Linked DNA regions of Zea mays: all the other regions are linked to region 1. A link is a contact called in public Hi-C data. All regions are on one chromosome and are shown on one strand. The core of a region is the stretch at or near the end of the contact, and the rest is flanking DNA. Distances in the headings are between cores, read along the strand shown.

Evidence for each region. Hi-C and Micro-C count contacts between places; a contact is called where the count stands out from the background.
Region 2: a Hi-C map of tassel shows a contact between it and region 1, with 2.8 times the contacts expected there. The contact joins the promoter of LOC100192758 here to the promoter of LOC103640588 in region 1. A contact is called at or near these places in 3 of 25 Hi-C or Micro-C datasets (leaf and tassel).
Region 3: a Hi-C map of leaf shows a contact between it and region 1, with 5 times the contacts expected there. The contact joins the enhancer-like site here to the promoter of LOC103640588 in region 1. A contact is called at or near these places in 3 of 25 Hi-C or Micro-C datasets (ear, leaf and tassel).

What each region holds. Positions count from the first base shown.
Region 1 is chr1:176,173,581-176,176,677 of Zm-B73-REFERENCE-NAM-5.0, reverse strand. LOC103640588 (L-type lectin-domain containing receptor kinase IX.1) reads right to left here and starts at 1,345. Exons shown (of 2, transcript XM_008663771.3): 1 at 1-1,345. The coding sequence starts at 143.
Region 2 is chr1:175,591,099-175,594,453 of Zm-B73-REFERENCE-NAM-5.0, reverse strand. It overlaps LOC100192758 (putative protein kinase superfamily protein), which reads right to left and starts at 1,817. Exons shown (of 7, transcript NM_001137956.2): 1 at 1,560-1,817; 2 at 927-1,320; 3 at 48-169. The coding sequence starts at 1,191.
Region 3 is chr1:175,552,163-175,555,509 of Zm-B73-REFERENCE-NAM-5.0, reverse strand. LOC100280665 (methylcrotonoyl-CoA carboxylase subunit alpha) reads right to left here. Exons shown (of 16, transcript NM_001371674.1): 12 at 3,281-3,347; 13 at 2,737-2,850; 14 at 2,400-2,642; 15 at 2,218-2,313; 16 at 1,203-1,571. The coding sequence ends at 1,554. Among protein-coding and RNA genes, the nearest start is that of LOC100280665, 6.0 kb to the right of the region's middle. Within about 2 kb of position 1,744, at least 5 of the 20 cell types and tissues checked have an H3K27ac peak or open chromatin away from gene starts, as enhancers often do. A contact at or near this core is called in leaf, where this site is marked.

The DNA of each region.
Region 1 (3,097 bases), core at 96-2,595:
TTCTTCTTGTACTGGCTACCGTCGGTGTAGTTGTCCGTCGACGAGCAGGACGGATTAAACGGCTCCATGATACTGTTGTTCTGCCCGGCGGCCGCGACGAAGAAGATGGCCAAGGCGGCGAGGAGGAGAAGGCAGGATGCCATGGCCGCAGGGGACGGGGACACCGTACCCTTGCTTTCTGCTCCTCGTCAGCCGCCGCTCGATGAGGAATTGTAGGGGATCCAGGTGGCTTTTGAGCTGTCCAGTTCCAGCACGATGCAGGAGCAGGACTCGGTGTCCTGTGTCAGTGTGCACACATGCAGAGACCAAATCTTCATAATAGACGCAGCTACAACTACAAGTTCAGAGTCAACCAAACGAAATGCCATGCCAACTTCTTGTAGATGACAGGACTGTTTTTTTTTCTTCTTTTGGTTGAGAAGAAGAAAAAAAAAAGCTCTCCCCTTGTGCGCAAGAAAGTTTCTCAATAGTGGTCAGAAAAAGTTTTGTAGTTGGCTAGCACCGTAGACTGATCTGCTTTGACTGAAACAGTGAATATCTTATCTCTCAAGTAAAGTTTTGTTCGAGCAGATTGTGCATATAACCATGTAAAACATTGTTTCGCATTATATATATAGATTGAAGTTTAAAATAGGACGTGAGATTAGGAATAAGATATGAGAGTTGCTGGAGATAGACCTATTTTGCAACTCAGCTGGTTTGCCCAAAAAAAGCTTACCTCCCTGGCTTCCTGAAAAGCAGTTTTTTATATAGTTAAAGCCATTTCGCAAATTATTCAGTACAAACGGCTTATCCTAGAGAGTAGAGACAGAGTCATTTTCCTGTATTAAAATGGCAGAGTCAGAGTTTTTTTTTTTTCCCGAAGCAATAGATCCAGGATTGATGAAGCTACTATTTGTGGTTTTTTCTTCATAATAAAAAACAACTTTGGCATTTAGATGCTTTTCGTAGTAAGCTATTAAAAAAATGTTTGACTGAGTTTTGGCTTTTTTCCAGAGAAAAGGTAAAGCCAAAGTTCTGACAAACGGGGTCTAAGTAGTCCATTCTAGATGTTGCTTTGAGCCTTTGACCATGCCAAACTGCTCCTGTCGCTTTAACCCATTCCTCAAGCGAGGATCGGAGCTTAAAAAGGAAGAAGAAAGTGTAAAAAAAGAGAGAGAAAAGAACCTGCAGTGAAACCTTGGACATCTTGTTGATGGCGAGGCGACCAAGTCAGAGTGCATCCGATCTTCAGAGACCGAAACCGACGACGTCACGGCCACGGCGTCCCCCATAGCCAGAGAGACAAAGGGCTGCCTTTATACTTTGGTTGGATGTTCTTCTCTCCTCGCCTGAGCTTGTTGAATGTTCTTCTCTAAGCTCATCCGTTGGTTGACTTGAGCAGGTTTTGTAATATCTGCCCAAACACAAACAGTAACATTCTTGTACGTTACTAACGGGCCCGGTCTGATCTCCTCCTCCTCTCAACGTGGGCCTATTTCCCCTTCGGCTACTGGGCCATGGCCCATTAGCGGACCCTACAGCAGCAGTTGGCGCCAGAAATAGAGCCTGTTTAGGACTTCAGCTCCGTTCAACCAAAAAAAAACAGACGGTCCAGATTCATCAAATTGGTTTTAAGCAAACTCGGTTTTAGTTGGACGACCGATCAAATCAGGGACAAAAAAAATGTTTGCCTGGAGCCGAGGGCCAGCGGCGGCGAAGGCATGGGCGGTAGCGGCGGCCGCGTCGCCGGCGATGGCGGCAGGGTGACGTCGTCGAGCAGGTAGACGAGGTAGCAGCGGCACCCAAGCGGCCTCACGTTCCGGGCAGGCTGCCCGCGCAGACCGCCGGCAAATCGGATTAAAAACGGCAGTGATAGCAGCCGGCATGATTCGAGCCAAGCGCAGGCCGGCAATGTCGACGGATTTACCCAACCCAAACCACGTTTGACATGACAAAGCCCACAGTTGCACCGCTTTAGATTAGAACCAAGACATTTGACGAGCACTAAGTACACTTCTCCATTTGCTTACAGACCCCTTTTCGAACCACTCTTGTGAAACTTCCAAACGAAATGGACAACTACAGAGCAGAACAGAAAAGAGGTCGGGCAAGGGTGTCGCCGGGCGCCGGCCATGGCTGCCCGCCTTCTCCGCCGGTCACACCCGGATTTAAAAAACAAAACCGGGTGCATCTTATACATACGCAAAAAAGATAACATATATAATAACAGAGTGTATAGAGATAAATGTCACAATATAATCAGAATACTTATTACATAACAAAAGTCTTACAAAATAAAGCTAAATATAAACAAACTAATAAGTCAACTGGGAGACGCCATCTATATCAAATCGAACTCCTCATTGTATGTCTCCTCTTGAACCACCTGTTCTTCTCCTGTGTGAGGGGGGGGGGGGGGTGAGAAGCAAGGGTGAGCTCACACATGTTCACCGCTCAACAAGTTGTGGGGAATAATGTGCATTAACTCACCAAAGGTGAGAGTTCATGTGATGTGTAAGGCTGACCAACAATAGAGGTTAAAGTTGAGCATTGCTTTTAATACATTGGTCAAATTTTATTAGCAGTTATTAAATGTAAGTAAATACCAAACCATAATAAGAATAATAGAACAAAATTAATAAATAATCCCATGCAAATGCAAATAACAAATTGAATTTAAGTTACATAAATTAATCATGTGAGTGTCCGAGTCGCTCATGACCGTGAGCACGGCTAGTATACCAGTTTTACACTCTATCCACAAGTCGTGTATCTCATGTCGCCAGGGTTTGCAAGGTCCTTAGACACTAGCGAGGTGAATGGCTAGGGATCCACTACGAGACCTTTACAAAGTTTCACTAGCTTCCGAAAACCCGCTACAGTTATGGGAAGAGCACTTGCAAGAATCCCTCGTCTGACCGCCATCGCAGCAAAATGAACCCGAGAACCTCCCTGCATGCAACTCCCCTACTGCCCTTGCCCCTTTCGGGTAAGGTAGTCTTCCACTAGCTTTCCTAATTAGTTAGCCAAGGGGTCACATTCCTCCCTTGTGGTGGCACGTTTTCCCGGGTGGTTCTCCATGTTCCCATTAACATAACGATCTTATCATGAACAT
Region 2 (3,355 bases), core at 568-3,067, 580 kb after region 1:
ATGAGTGTGCAGCTTTGTTCTAAAACATAGTAAGCTGAAATGTTCACCTTTGTAACATTCGGATGGTTGAGCTCATGCCAGACAGCAACCTCCTGCTTAAATGATGCTCGCAGTGTGGCAGTTTCAGTTTCTGACGCAAAGCCATCTTCACCCCAATCCAATAGTTTTACTATTTTTGTCATAAAAGAAACAAAAAATAGTTAAAACATATGAAGATCAAGGTGGTGCTGTTGATTATTTGGTAAAGCTTCACAGCATACTAGATAAAAGTATAAATTTCAATTTTACTAGTCCACTGTTCAGGTAGCTTCATCGATTGGATAACATGCTATTGAGAACTGCTGTCTTAGATGATCTACAAGAATTAACCATCACAAATTCACAATTTCTTTTTAAAGGACCAGGACACTAAATAAGCTCATGAGTCATCATACCACATATGCGCCAAAATCAGGCACCCAGGGCTACAGGAATTTCACAGGAATCAGTTCAGTTTCACAACAAAAAACACCAGAATTTCACAGGAAACACGATAACATATTTTTTCCCCAGGTTCCAAACATGTCCAAATGAAGCTGTAAGCTTAAAAATGAGGCTATAACAGGTTTCAGAATTAAACAATCAGAACTTCAGAGTAGAGAAAAAAAAAACATGAATCCGCAAAGATGCAAATACTTCACAATTCGCACACAGACCACTGCAAAGAAGCTCTTTGTCAATAGCTTGTTACACAGGTATGCTTCATTTTTTTATTTACCAGCTGATACTAAATGTATCATTTGCCATGCTAGCCTGCCTGGATATATGAAAACGGTTCAACTATCTACTGATGAAAACCAAGAAATCCTCTACAACAGCAGAACCGCGTAATCTCAGAGGCACAACTAAACCACAAACGAAGTCAGGATGAGGTACAACAGGGGTACCTGCGACGTCCTGCCCATCATACGTGCCGCGATACACCGTGCCGTAGGTGCCCTGCGCTATGACGTAGCGAATCTCGAGCTTGGCGAGGTCGATCTCCCAGTCCTCCCTGGGCCCCTGGTTGTACGACCCCTTGTGCTTCTCCCAGGTCTTGGCCAGCTGCTTCTCCAGCTGGATGTCCAGGCTCTCGAGGTCGATCTTGTCGGCCCGCAGGTAGGACTCGCTCTTCGCCGCCGACGACGACGCGCCGGCGGCGGTCGACGTCATCGCGGCCCTGGACCGGCTTCCAACAAGTCAACTTTCCTCCCTTACCGAAGGCTTGCAGCCTCCGCGGTGGTTGCTACCACAGTTGACTCCTCCGCGCCGCGGGGGCGGAGGCCAAGGTCGCCAATTCTTCTGCAGAAACAAGGAGGTGTAAACGGCGAGATTTCAGCGAAATTCAAGGAAGTGAGCCCCTAAAAAATCTTGGGACGCGAACTGGGTACAGAGCACGGCTCCAACACGAAGCAAACAAATCGCCGCGCGATGGGAGGGTGGGAGCGATGGAGAGAGAGAAAGATTCGGATTTGGGTTCGATTGCAGCTAGCTCCGGTAAGGGCGAGCGAGTCAGCGCAAGCAAGCGAGGGCGTGTTTACCAGCGGGAGGAGGAATTGGTCGCCAGGTCGCGGTGGATCTGCAGCTCCAGCGCGAGTACAAAGGGAGGGGCGGCGGAGCACCAGGACGGCGAGGATTGTGGAAGTTAAGGCGAACCCGAGGTGACGCAACACCGCAGCCGCAGGACGCGGTAGACGGCGGCGGGAGCCGAGAGCAGGCTGCGGCCTGCGGGGACGGCGAGGCGGGTGGGTTTGGGGCGCAGGGGAGGCAGGAGCAGCCAGCAGGTGGAAGAACAGGAGTTTGGCCGCGCGTGGTAGATGGATTGTCAGAGGAGTCGGAATTGCCGGCAATAATTACGAGAAGGACAATTAGATTTGTGTCGTTATACTTCTTTCCTTTTAAAGTGTATCATTATCATTATTATTTAAGAAGTTATTTAAGTGTTATTATAATAAAAACATATCAGTGCAATTGCAAATAATCAAAGTACTTTTTAAAAATAATAATTAGATCTATATTATTAAAAGATTATTAAGGCAGTAAGGGTAGGCTGTCATTCCGTGTTCTGTCATTCTTATTCTCTGTTCTGCCTTTTCGATTCCCCCCTCCCCGCACGGTCCATTCTCACCATTCCCCGCACAGTTCATTCTCACAATTCTTGTTCTGCCTTTCCGATTCCCCTTTCCGCACAGTCAATTCTCATGTTCGGTCACCATTCCTTGTTTCCTTTCTCATTTCCCCTCTCCACAAAGTCTATTTCCATTCCCACGTACATCCAACTCCTAGCTAAAATTAAATTAAAAAAACACAAATGACCTCAAGGAGATTTGAACCCGCGCAACCCCTCAAGCAAATGTGCTCATAGCTACCACTACACCACATGTGTGTTTATGTCTATATCTATTATAGTAAAAACATATACTACATCTATCCCGAAGCCCACCTACTACCCTTCCACAATGTGTAGTAGTAGATAAATATCACCGAGATTATTCAATTATATTTTTGGATTGAGGGAGTAGTATTTAAAGAAAAGCCTTGTATGTAATTTCTTTTGTTTGAATAATGTTTTCAACTTAAATTCCTTTTTTGCAAGTGTGACATTTATTCTTCGTAATATTCTTCATAATATGAAAAAGATGATTGTTTTTCTTATTATTTTTGGATCTGTAGCTCTAGTGCTCCAAATGGATTCAAATTTTTACAATAGACTCTTGGTGTGATGCTTGGTGACGGGTAAAAAGGTCATGAATTTTGGTGCATGTATGATTAAGTTAGTGATTTAACTTGTTTAATGCATATTAAGTAGTCTTAAATGATTTATAAATAATATATAGATGTAAAAATGGAAAATGATCTTCCACTGTCCTTGCATGATATTATAGTAGCCCAAGAAAACTTAACATGGTTATGCATCCTCAGAGAATAATTAGTTTTAGATTTAACTTGCTCTCACATGCTTTATTGTATTAACAATTTGTTATTTTTGTTGTAAATACAATATAAAACCTGAGCATGTGAAATTTATACATTAGTCATAATTTGTTATTACCTATTTCTCATAAAAATTATATACCCAAATTAGATATTTTTTATATGGTGCTAAAATGACACTCATTTTATAATTATAAGAAGAGTTAGTGAAAAATTAGAAGTAAACAAAAGCGTGCATGTTTCTTGAAATGCTTAAGTGTCTTGATATAAACTGAAACCTGGTAACTAAATCACAATGATTTAAACTTGAGAATTTGTGGCACTATCCCTCCATGATTTTGTTTGGTGCTTGAGTTAAGTGCTATTATGACCGCAAGCTGAATTTCCTGCGTGTACAGTTTTA
Region 3 (3,347 bases), core at 495-2,994, 620 kb after region 1:
GTATAAAATACCCAATATAAACTTATCCGAAGCATGAACTTGGACTTTAGTCATCCAACTTTTTTCTATTTAACAACAATTTAATGACCATGTAATGGAACATGTAATGTGCTATGTAGTACTATCATAGTGTTACTACTTTATCCAATTATCTTTGGTGTGTTGAATGGATGGTTAAATGATGCTAGAAAATTTTGTAATGTTAGTTATATGGATATACTTGTCATTTGTATAGTATAATATTTTGATAGTTGTATAATTTTTGTGGGTACGGGTGACCCGATGGGTGATCCATACCCACATGGGTATGGATATGGGGGTAAATCCATACCCGCCAGTGTATATGGGTGACCCGATGAGATTATTTTTGTGTCGTGGGTATGGGTATGGGGTAGTAATACCCGGTGGGTATTTACCCATTGCCATCTCTACACTGGTTTATTAACTTTGTGTATTTGATTGTTAGCTGTTGTTTTCTATGCAATAAGCCTAGTCCCAACTGTCCAATTCACATGGACTCGAGAACAACTATCTGGCCTCTGTTGGTACATTGATGCAGTGTCAATTTTTCAGGAATGCAGTGGTCAGTTTCAGTAGCTTTAGGAAATATTTATGTAGCATTAGGGTGTGCTTGGGAGGAGTCAAATTTGTAGCTCCTATGGAGTAGCCAAAGCTTATCTAAGAGCAGCTTTAAGAGATTTTCTGTATCCTTTCTAATGGCTAGTAATAGATTTTAGCGAGAAAAAAAATAACTCTTTCAACAGCTTCTTCAGAGCATCTCTAAGAGAGTAGCTAAATGGCTCACCAAGCTAAATTTTAGCTATTCAACAACAAAATAACTCTTCAACACACTAGCTATCTGACTCGCCAAACTATCCGACTCTCCAAATTGACTCCCTCACTAGCCAAATTTGGCTAGCCACCTGACTAATCAAACTAGATAGATAATCTGTTGGAATGAAGATGCTATATATAGAGTATAATCTTTATGAAAAGATAAATAGAGAATCAAAAATGAAAATTCTCTTGGAGATGCTCTCAGTTGGTTATTTGACTGATCCTTCGGTCACGGTTCTCAACGTCCCTATCCAGCGTGGTACATAGAACTGATCTCATTTGCTTAGAGAGTGTTTGGTTTAAAGAATCAATTGATTCTAGATGAGGTGATACATCACGAGTCCATTCCATAAAATTGGTAAAATAAACACATTCCTCATTATATTATTACTAATTATTCATTATTATTACTAATTATGAGAAATGGAACGGTGATGGAATCAACTTATTTCATTGCACAAATCAAACAAGAATTCCTCTTGCTCAGCGTGGTACAGTTTCATGTTCGTGTACACTACGCAATGGAATTGTTGCGGCGGATGATGGATTCGCATCAAGCCGGGAAACACCATGCGCCGTCTGCTTGCCCTGCCGGATTGGATTGCCCGCAGACGAACCCAGCAGTTTATTTCCTTCGCTTCTCTATCTGGACGAGCATCCGCTGGGTGCTTGATGCAGTTGCAGTGCAACTACTCTAGGGCAGTGATCGCTCCATCTCAGTTTGCAGAGCTGTCCTGAAAATTTGGAAAAAGGGGTGCATTTGGATTTCAGCTGAGTTCTAGGACTGCATTGGAAGGAAGGAAACACAACTTTTCTAGTCGTAGGGATTCCATCCATGACTCCATGAGAAGCTGACACAAGGAACGTGCGAAACGTTGCTCTCTACATAAAAATAAAAAAAGGTCGCGGCCAGTTTGGTGGGGCCGTTTGAAGCAACAACTCCACCACAGATAGTAAAAGGCTCTCCTTTAACAGATAGACATTGCTGCAACTGCTTGCTTTCCCCAGAAATGGCTATTGAGCGGTTGAACACCGTTTTATTGTTTCAAACCATTATAGACCGCTAAAATATATTCAGAAGGTAGCAAATCAATGCAAAAGGCCGCCTTTTGCTGCTGCTACGCTACAGAGGGCGCATAGCTGCAGATGCTTAGTATGCTGCACAGCACAATGTTCTAATTTCCGCCACTCACTTCTACACTTTCTTTCCTTTCATTTTAGATACTCTCTAAGTTGGATACCTTCGAATAAGTTTGATTGCTGTTTGGTCTACCTCTAATGATGATGAGACTTAGCAATAGCTTCGTTGTGACAAAAAAACAGAGAGAGGCAAACTGCAAGATTTCAGGATACTGTATTTAAAAAAAAAGCACTACATACCTTGATTGTGAAAAGGACACTGGAGTCAAAAACTTGTTGGCCTGCAGTAACCTTCAGGCCACTCACGTATCCGGCACGAGGCGCCTTCACAACATGCTGGAAAGAGTAGAGAAGGCAAATTTAGGATTAGTTGAAGTTTGACGAAACTTAAGAAATAGCCATGAAAAAAATTTATTCCAGACCTCCATCTTCATTGCTTCCATAACCATGACAGGCTGCCCTGCGTCCACCTGAGCCCCGTCTTCAAGCAAAACTTTCACAACCAAGCCAGCCATCGGTGCCAGAACACTCCCTTTTGGATGCGACTTCCCTTCAGAAGCATGACTAGGTTGGGAGCTATCTTCAACTGCATGCTCAGCTCTTACAGTCTGTCTGTAATGGTGGTGATGATTCCCATGCCAGACATGTATGTGTTTGCTGTTTCCCTGCAAGAAACGAGGTGAGGAACTTGGTGGAGGAATTACAGATATAATGGATTATCTACACCTCAGTTCACTGTGACCAAAGTATCAGGTAAACCTTTGAATAAGATGCTAGAGTCACATCAGTTTGCAGACCAGAAACATCCACACGAAAATCGTGGTCACCCTTGTGATCAACTTTGACATCTAAACCAGAAGTGCCATCTTCTGTCTGATCAAGATAGAAATATAATTAGTAAGATATCAACTGACAGATGAAGTGTATTACATTGCTAAAGTCCATTTGATTAATCTCCTGGTTTTGAAGCCATGCCATGGACACATACATCATCATATTTATGTACTTTCCTGTGTCTGATCTCGACAGAGAGACTTTATTTCTAGTGAGGCTAGAAATACACTCTTTCACTATGTAGGCCATTGATTTGTTTTGTCAAATATTCTTTGCTTTGACAATCAATCAATTATGCGAAGACATATCAGATTGGGCACATCAATTTGGTTTGCTAGATTAATCATAAAATGTATGATGTTTGTTTGTGCCGATTATGCAGTTGACATGGATTCCATCAGCTCAAGATCAAATACAGAAATGTATGTGAAAGCTTGAAAAGTAGTATGTGCTTATATATAGTAATCACCTCGATGAAGTAGCTTCCATCAAACTTATGAGTAATGAACAGTTTAAGAAGTTTCTCACTGAATCCA